2 separate regions of the Zea mays genome follow, and region 1 is linked to region 2. The links are chromatin contacts, called in public Hi-C maps. All regions are on one chromosome and are shown on one strand. The core of a region is the stretch at or near the end of the contact, and the rest is flanking DNA. Distances in the headings are between cores, read along the strand shown. Region 1 holds the start of LOC606479 (protein disulfide isomerase 8). Region 2 holds the start of LOC100279089.

What was found. A called contact is a pair of places that touch in the nucleus more often than the background predicts.
Region 1: a Hi-C map of bundle sheath shows a contact between it and region 2, with 2.0 times the contacts expected there. The contact joins the promoter of LOC606479 here to the promoter of LOC100279089 in region 2. A contact is called at or near these places in 7 of 25 Hi-C or Micro-C datasets (bundle sheath, ear, endosperm and 2 more).

Annotation. Positions count from the first base shown.
Region 1 is chr7:129,802,297-129,805,305 of Zm-B73-REFERENCE-NAM-5.0, forward strand. LOC606479 (protein disulfide isomerase 8) reads left to right here and starts at 1,292. Exons shown (of 9, transcript NM_001112334.2): 1 at 1,292-1,464; 2 at 1,560-1,718; 3 at 2,738-2,851. The coding sequence starts at 1,345.
Region 2 is chr7:129,643,184-129,646,381 of Zm-B73-REFERENCE-NAM-5.0, forward strand. It overlaps LOC100279089, which reads right to left and starts at 1,559. Exons shown (of 12, transcript NM_001350278.1): 1 at 928-1,559; 2 at 1-105. The coding sequence starts at 1,008.

The sequences.
Region 1 (3,009 bases), core at 42-2,541, 160 kb after region 2:
ACTTTTAGTGGTTTTCGGATGGAACTGTGAAAACATAAATTGAAGAATTTTTAACGGCTTTTAGTGGTTTCCACCAAACGGGTTTTAGCTTTTTAACAGCTCATAGCCCACAACAGCTTTTTTCACAGCTCACAGCCCACAACAACTTTTTTCACAGCCAAACAAACAGACTCTTAGTGAGCCCATATAAAACCGTTTGAAATAAGGTTTTCTCAAACTGGATGCCGACGTGGCGTGCTACGTTGAGCACACTAATCAAAGTTTGGGGACCCAAATGACACAATATATTAAATCTGGGGATCCAAGTGACAGGACATGCTAAGTTTGGAGACCACGCCACGTCGACATCCGGTTTGAGCAAACCCGTTTTTGGATGGTTGTGTATATGGGTCGTCTAAGTTAGAGGATCCGTTGGTTTTTCGATTTCGGTGACCCAAGTGACACAACGTGTCAAATTCGAGGAGCATTGTTGCATTTTACTCAATCTTTCCTCTAATAAGATTCTCCTTTTTCATTTCTCTACGTATAAGTTAAATTTCAAGTTCATATTTTTTTGAGGTGATTCACGACATTATCTACGTTACAAAAATATGTTTAAACAAATTTATCATTATTTCATATTCAGTTTTGTACCATTAAAAATATGATCTTATTTGATAGCTAACCTATCAAAACAATTTTAAAAATCATAATATAATGTTCTAGGCTAAGTTATGACATTAGCTAAAAAAATGGAACTAAAAACTCACTTTGTACATAAAAAATAAAAATATAAATTTTACTAAAGGGTAGATTAATCAAACTCAAATAGGTGGAGGGGGTAAAATGAACTACAAATTACTTTATGGGGTTATATGAATATTGTTTATAGGTGAGAGAGTAATTTAGACTTTTTTCTAATATAATTTGTGACACATACGATCCATTTTGCGACTTTGGATCCTATTACTGGGCTGAGACTGCCGACCGCTTGGTAATTTAGCTCGATCCGGCCCATCATGTGTTTTTCGCGTCCTTTCTTTCAAAAGGACTTTCGGACCATATTCTCCACACAAAAAAGGCTTTCGGACCATATTTTGTGCAGACCCCAAACAAGATGCTCCGAGGCCGCAGTCCGGACCAATGGTCCAATCTCCAACTCCAATGCCCTCGCGCCAGCAAGAGAAGCCACTCCGACGTGGACAAACCACAGACGTGGAGGGCATCGATTGGTCTGCACACGCGTCCGTCTCTTAGCGAGGATGCAGGCTTAAATCGCAGCACCACTGCGAAACCCGATCGCTAGTCGTCTCGTCACTGCCGTTTGATCCCTCCACCCGTTTCCAGAAGCTTCGCGGCTCCGTCATGCGTCCCGCCGTCGTCACGGTGCTCCTCCTAGTAGCAGCGGCCGCCTCGCCGGCCGCCGCACTCTACTCCGCCGGTTCCCCCGTCCTCCAGCTCAATCCCAACAACTTCAAATCGAAGGTCTCGCCCGACTCCCACTGCCCCTTCAGCAACCAGATCGGCGCCTCCATTTTAGGTTCTCTCTGATCAGTGTGCCGCCTTTCGCTTTAGTGCAGGTGCTGAACTCGAACGGCGTGGTGCTGGTTGAATTCTTCGCGCCGTGGTGTGGGCACTGCAAGCAGCTGGCGCCGGCTTGGGAGAAGGCTGCCGGCGTGCTCAAGGGCGTTGCCACGGTCGCAGCGCTTGATGCCGATGCGCACCAGGCGCTCGCGCAGGTGAGCGTGCCTCCTCATTCACCTTGTTCCCATGTAATTCGTCCACGGGCGTCCGAGTTGACCTGATTGTTCAATGGAGTGATCTCGGCATCACTTCCTACGATTGTACGGTAGTTTGGTCGCATTAGGTGATAATTTCCTAGACTAATGTGCAGTGTCACACCAATACTTGGATTCCATATATAGATGCTAAACCAGGGATGGGAACAGGTTTTATTAATTTGTTCTGATCCTCAGCAGTGCATTGCAACACTTATCTGGTGGTTTAGGTCTAGGAATGGTAAATTTATTGGCATTCAGTGCATCTAAATTTTTTTAGTATTTGTTTAAAATTTAGCACTGTGCATAAGTTGGAGGTTGGAGCACATGTCATATTTGTTATGCATACGTAACTGTTGTATGACAAGAGAACGAAATATGGCGATTCTTCACAGAAAGTTATTTTAAGAGGGAGGGAGGGGTGAAATTCTTGTTCCGTTACTATTAATGAAACCATCTTCTGTATAGCAAACTTTACGTATTGGTTTCTTTAGTTAAGCTATTATAATTTAGCAGTTTGTGAGTGGTTTTGACTTTTGAGTTACTGTTAGTTATGAACTTGCATGTTGAATTGGCAATTTGTTGATAAATCTGATGAAAATTTTGCATTGACTAGAATTTTATATCCTTTAGCGCATATGTTTAAGAGTTTTGTTAATGCTTTGACGATAACTTATTGCTAATGTGCCTCTAAAACGTACATACAATAAAATATTCATAACAAATTAATGTCAGCTGCAATAAGCCCTGTGGGACAGCAAAGAAGACAGACAAACTCAGGGTAAACAATATGATTGAAACTAATTCTGGTCAAGTGACCCCAGATCAGGATATCTTCTTTTTATACTATGAGTCTGATAAGTTTTTTGTTTCACTTCCCCCAAATAGTTCTCCACAAATTTGGTCTGACTTGCATACTTTTCATAGATCTGTGCTTGCACCGCTATCAGTTTAGTTGATTCTGAATGCATTTTTTACAGGAATATGGAATCAAGGGATTTCCCACTATTAAGGTGTTTTCCCCTGGTAAACCTCCAGTTGATTATCAAGGAGCAAGAGATGTAAAGCCGATTGTAGAGTTTGCTCTGTCACAGGTTTGTTGCATCAGATGCTACTTAGATGGCCTTTATTTTTCTTCTATTTGTTCATTGGCTATATTTCAGTCACTTAGAGTATATACTAGGTCGTAGGTATGACTCATGCAGTTATGCTTTTGCTATATCTTTTTACTGGACACATTTCATGCTTTGCG
Region 2 (3,198 bases), core at 309-2,808:
GGCATCGTCCACCTTCCTGCGGTAGACTTCCAGGCACTCTCTTTCGATGTCCAGCAACGCCTTGTTCTTCTCGCCCTCACTTTCCCCTACTTCTGCCCAGATTTGCTGATCGCAAGAACCAGCATTGCACGAGTTAATGAGCAAACACTAGAATAGTATTATTACTTGGATTATTAAATACAGATAAAAAGGACACATGCAGTTTCAGAGTACATTTTGGTTAGTCTGGCCTAACTCATGAACTATCTGACCAATAATAGCAATATTAATTTGTAAAGGTAAACGGTAAAGCTCAATTAGGTTAAAAAGAGTTGCTATTGTCCCATCTTAACTGCCTGCTTGCGCTAGCAGAGCCAGCCGGAATAGCCTTTTCGATTGCTCAAGAAGACAAGAACCATAAAGGTGGAAAAAAAGGAGAGCCGTCCACAATAAAGCTACTGCACTGCATCAGGGAATTCGCCTGCCGAGCAGAGCAGTTCACCGCCCGGAAAAGGAGAGAATACAGAGAAAATCGCCTTGCATAACTCAAGGGGCGGATTTTTTTTTTCTTTTCTTTTAACTTCTCTGCAACCATGGGAAAAAAAAACTAAACAGCTGAAGAAACCATGGAACACACAGCTCTGAAGCTGCCAGTGTCATTTTATCTGTATTTATTTGGACTGAAGAAACAAATGACAAAAACCAAACACAGAGGTTCTAGGCAACTAAGAACTGAAGAAACCCAAAAAAAAGAAATTTGGCGATAAAATCTGTAGAATTGCAATTTTTTCACCCAGTTAAACGGGACAAAACCTGAACACGCGCCAAGAGGACGGGTTAACGAAGCACCACGAGGGAATCTCGGAACACGAAGCTAGCAGTGGCATTTAGCAAGCACGCGGGATAAATATGGCAAAAAAAAACGAGTTTCTAAAGCAAGACGAGTACCTGAAGCTCTCTGAGCAGAGCACCGCAGCTGGTACCTGGTTCCATGCCCGAGCCCGAGCCCAAGCCACCGACGCCCAGCATTGAAGAAGCAGAGCAGGCGCAAAGGAGACAGACCTTCGCTCTCCAGTCCCCAGGGACCAGCAGAACGCCGGGGACACGAGCGAGGAGGAGAGAGAGAAGTGAGAGGAGCGGGCAGGCAAGGCAAGCAAGGTTTCAGACTCCCTGGCCCATGGACGGACGCTGAGCTACGGCCTGAGCTAGGCGCCTAGGCCATGGGCAAAGGTGCAGACTGCAGACGAACTTTCTAGCTTCCTATTCCCTCGTCGCCTTGGGATGGGAGAACAACCATACCAGTGATACCACATACCAGCGGCGTACCGAAAAGGAGGCACCGACCGAATGGCAGCAACAGCAACTCTCTCTCAGGGTCAGGGGCCAGAGAAGGTCTTTTTTCATGGTGGGTTTTGGAGTTTCAAGGTGCAAGCCATCTCTGTCTCTCTCTCTCTTTTTATTTTCTTTCTTTTTCTTGCTGCTACGTGAAGCGGTGAAGGGTGAGAGAGAGACCGTGTCTGCAGCTTTTCTCTTCCTCCCAGTTTTGGTTAGTTGGGACTTGAGAGTATTTGCTCTAGTAGGTGGTTTAGGGTGGCTCTTCGCTTGTTTTATGCTGGCTGGGGAAGGTTGGGAATGAGCCACGGCAGACGGCACTGAGAAGCTATCGAGAAGAGATGGAGGGAGGAGGAGGGGTAGAGGGGGCAACGGATGGTGGCCTTTGTTTGCAGTTATTATTTATTAATGGTGTGGTGGTGAGGTGTGCGCCCTGAGGTGTGCATGGATTGGAAGATTCCCCCCAAACTTTTGTCCAGACGACTCCAACAGATGTGGTTTGGGGGCAGTGGTCTTAAAAAACTAACGGAGTGTTTGGTTTGAGGAATGATGTAGTTCATTATCTTTCTACTCCTTACTTTTTTTGTTTGGTTTGTAGAATGGAGTGAGTTAATCCATCACCACCTCATTTCTCATAGTTAGTTTATTTAGTACTAATATGTGGAATGAAGTCATTCCACCAAATTTGAGCAATGGATCCATGATGCACCACTTTATTTTGGATAGAGTGATTCATCAAACCAAACACCTCATAAAAAGATTGATATGAGCCGCTCAGGAAATGATAGTGCACCAATGCACCATACTACTATTTAAATATGGACATAAAAAACTAAGAGATAAAACAACTACTATTTTGAAAGGGCACGAAAGCGTTGCAGGGGCCCTCCTAACTACAATGAGTGTTACCGGGTTAACATTACGTTAATATTAGGAATGACCTTCTAATATTAGACATAAACTAAACACTTACCTACGAAAATTGAGCATGTCTAACCTTCGTCTGTGGCATCTGGGACAGTCAACCAAACACACGCTTAATGTTTCGTGTCCTTGCCGCAAGTTGCAGGGAAGAGAAATCACTGGATCCACCTGACCGCGCCTTGCCCTTGATGTTGCGACGGAAGATACGCATGGGATCACGTGAGGCCGCTATGTACAGTGCTACTCTTCTCTCCGGCACGGCAAGCATGCAAGTCGGTGGTGCGGCCGGAAAGGCAGCCGCAATCTTACTCACTCACGTGGTACGTACCGGACTTGCTACGGGCACTGTTCTCTGCGGAAAATGGCAGCGAAATCCCAAAGAATTTAGGATCCCGTAATGCATGCAGCTCGTTCCATTATTCCGCTCCTGGCATGAACTCGGTCGGTCCGGTCGTCACGCTCGGCTGCTTGATTGTCTACGGGTACCGGATCACTATCACAACGCGGTGCATCGTGCGTAGTCTGCACTCTGCAGCAGGTACAGAATCACTATCGCATTCGCGAGCACATTATTGTCGACGATATGATCAGCCATGGGATGGGAGTCAAAGGCGGCTCTCCTTGAGCAAACCGTATGTGTCCTCCGCTCTTCCTGCACCCGTGCGCGCGTGGGCAGTGCAGCAGCGGGCTCGGGTCAACTACTCGCTAATATAAGCTCAGCCTCCTCCGGCCTTCATCATGCATTCGTTTGATGATGATGATCCTCCAAACAGAGAGCAGCCAGCGCAGCTTCAGTACGTCTGTCAGCTTGATTAATCGTGGCGCGCGTCGACGTCAGCGCGGACGATCGGGAACGGATGATGGATCCAACGCGACCGGGGGAGGCAAAATTTAAAGAGAGGGCTCTGAGGTTGACGCCGGACCGAACGCCCGCCCACCACCACCACCACACAGTGACCCCGG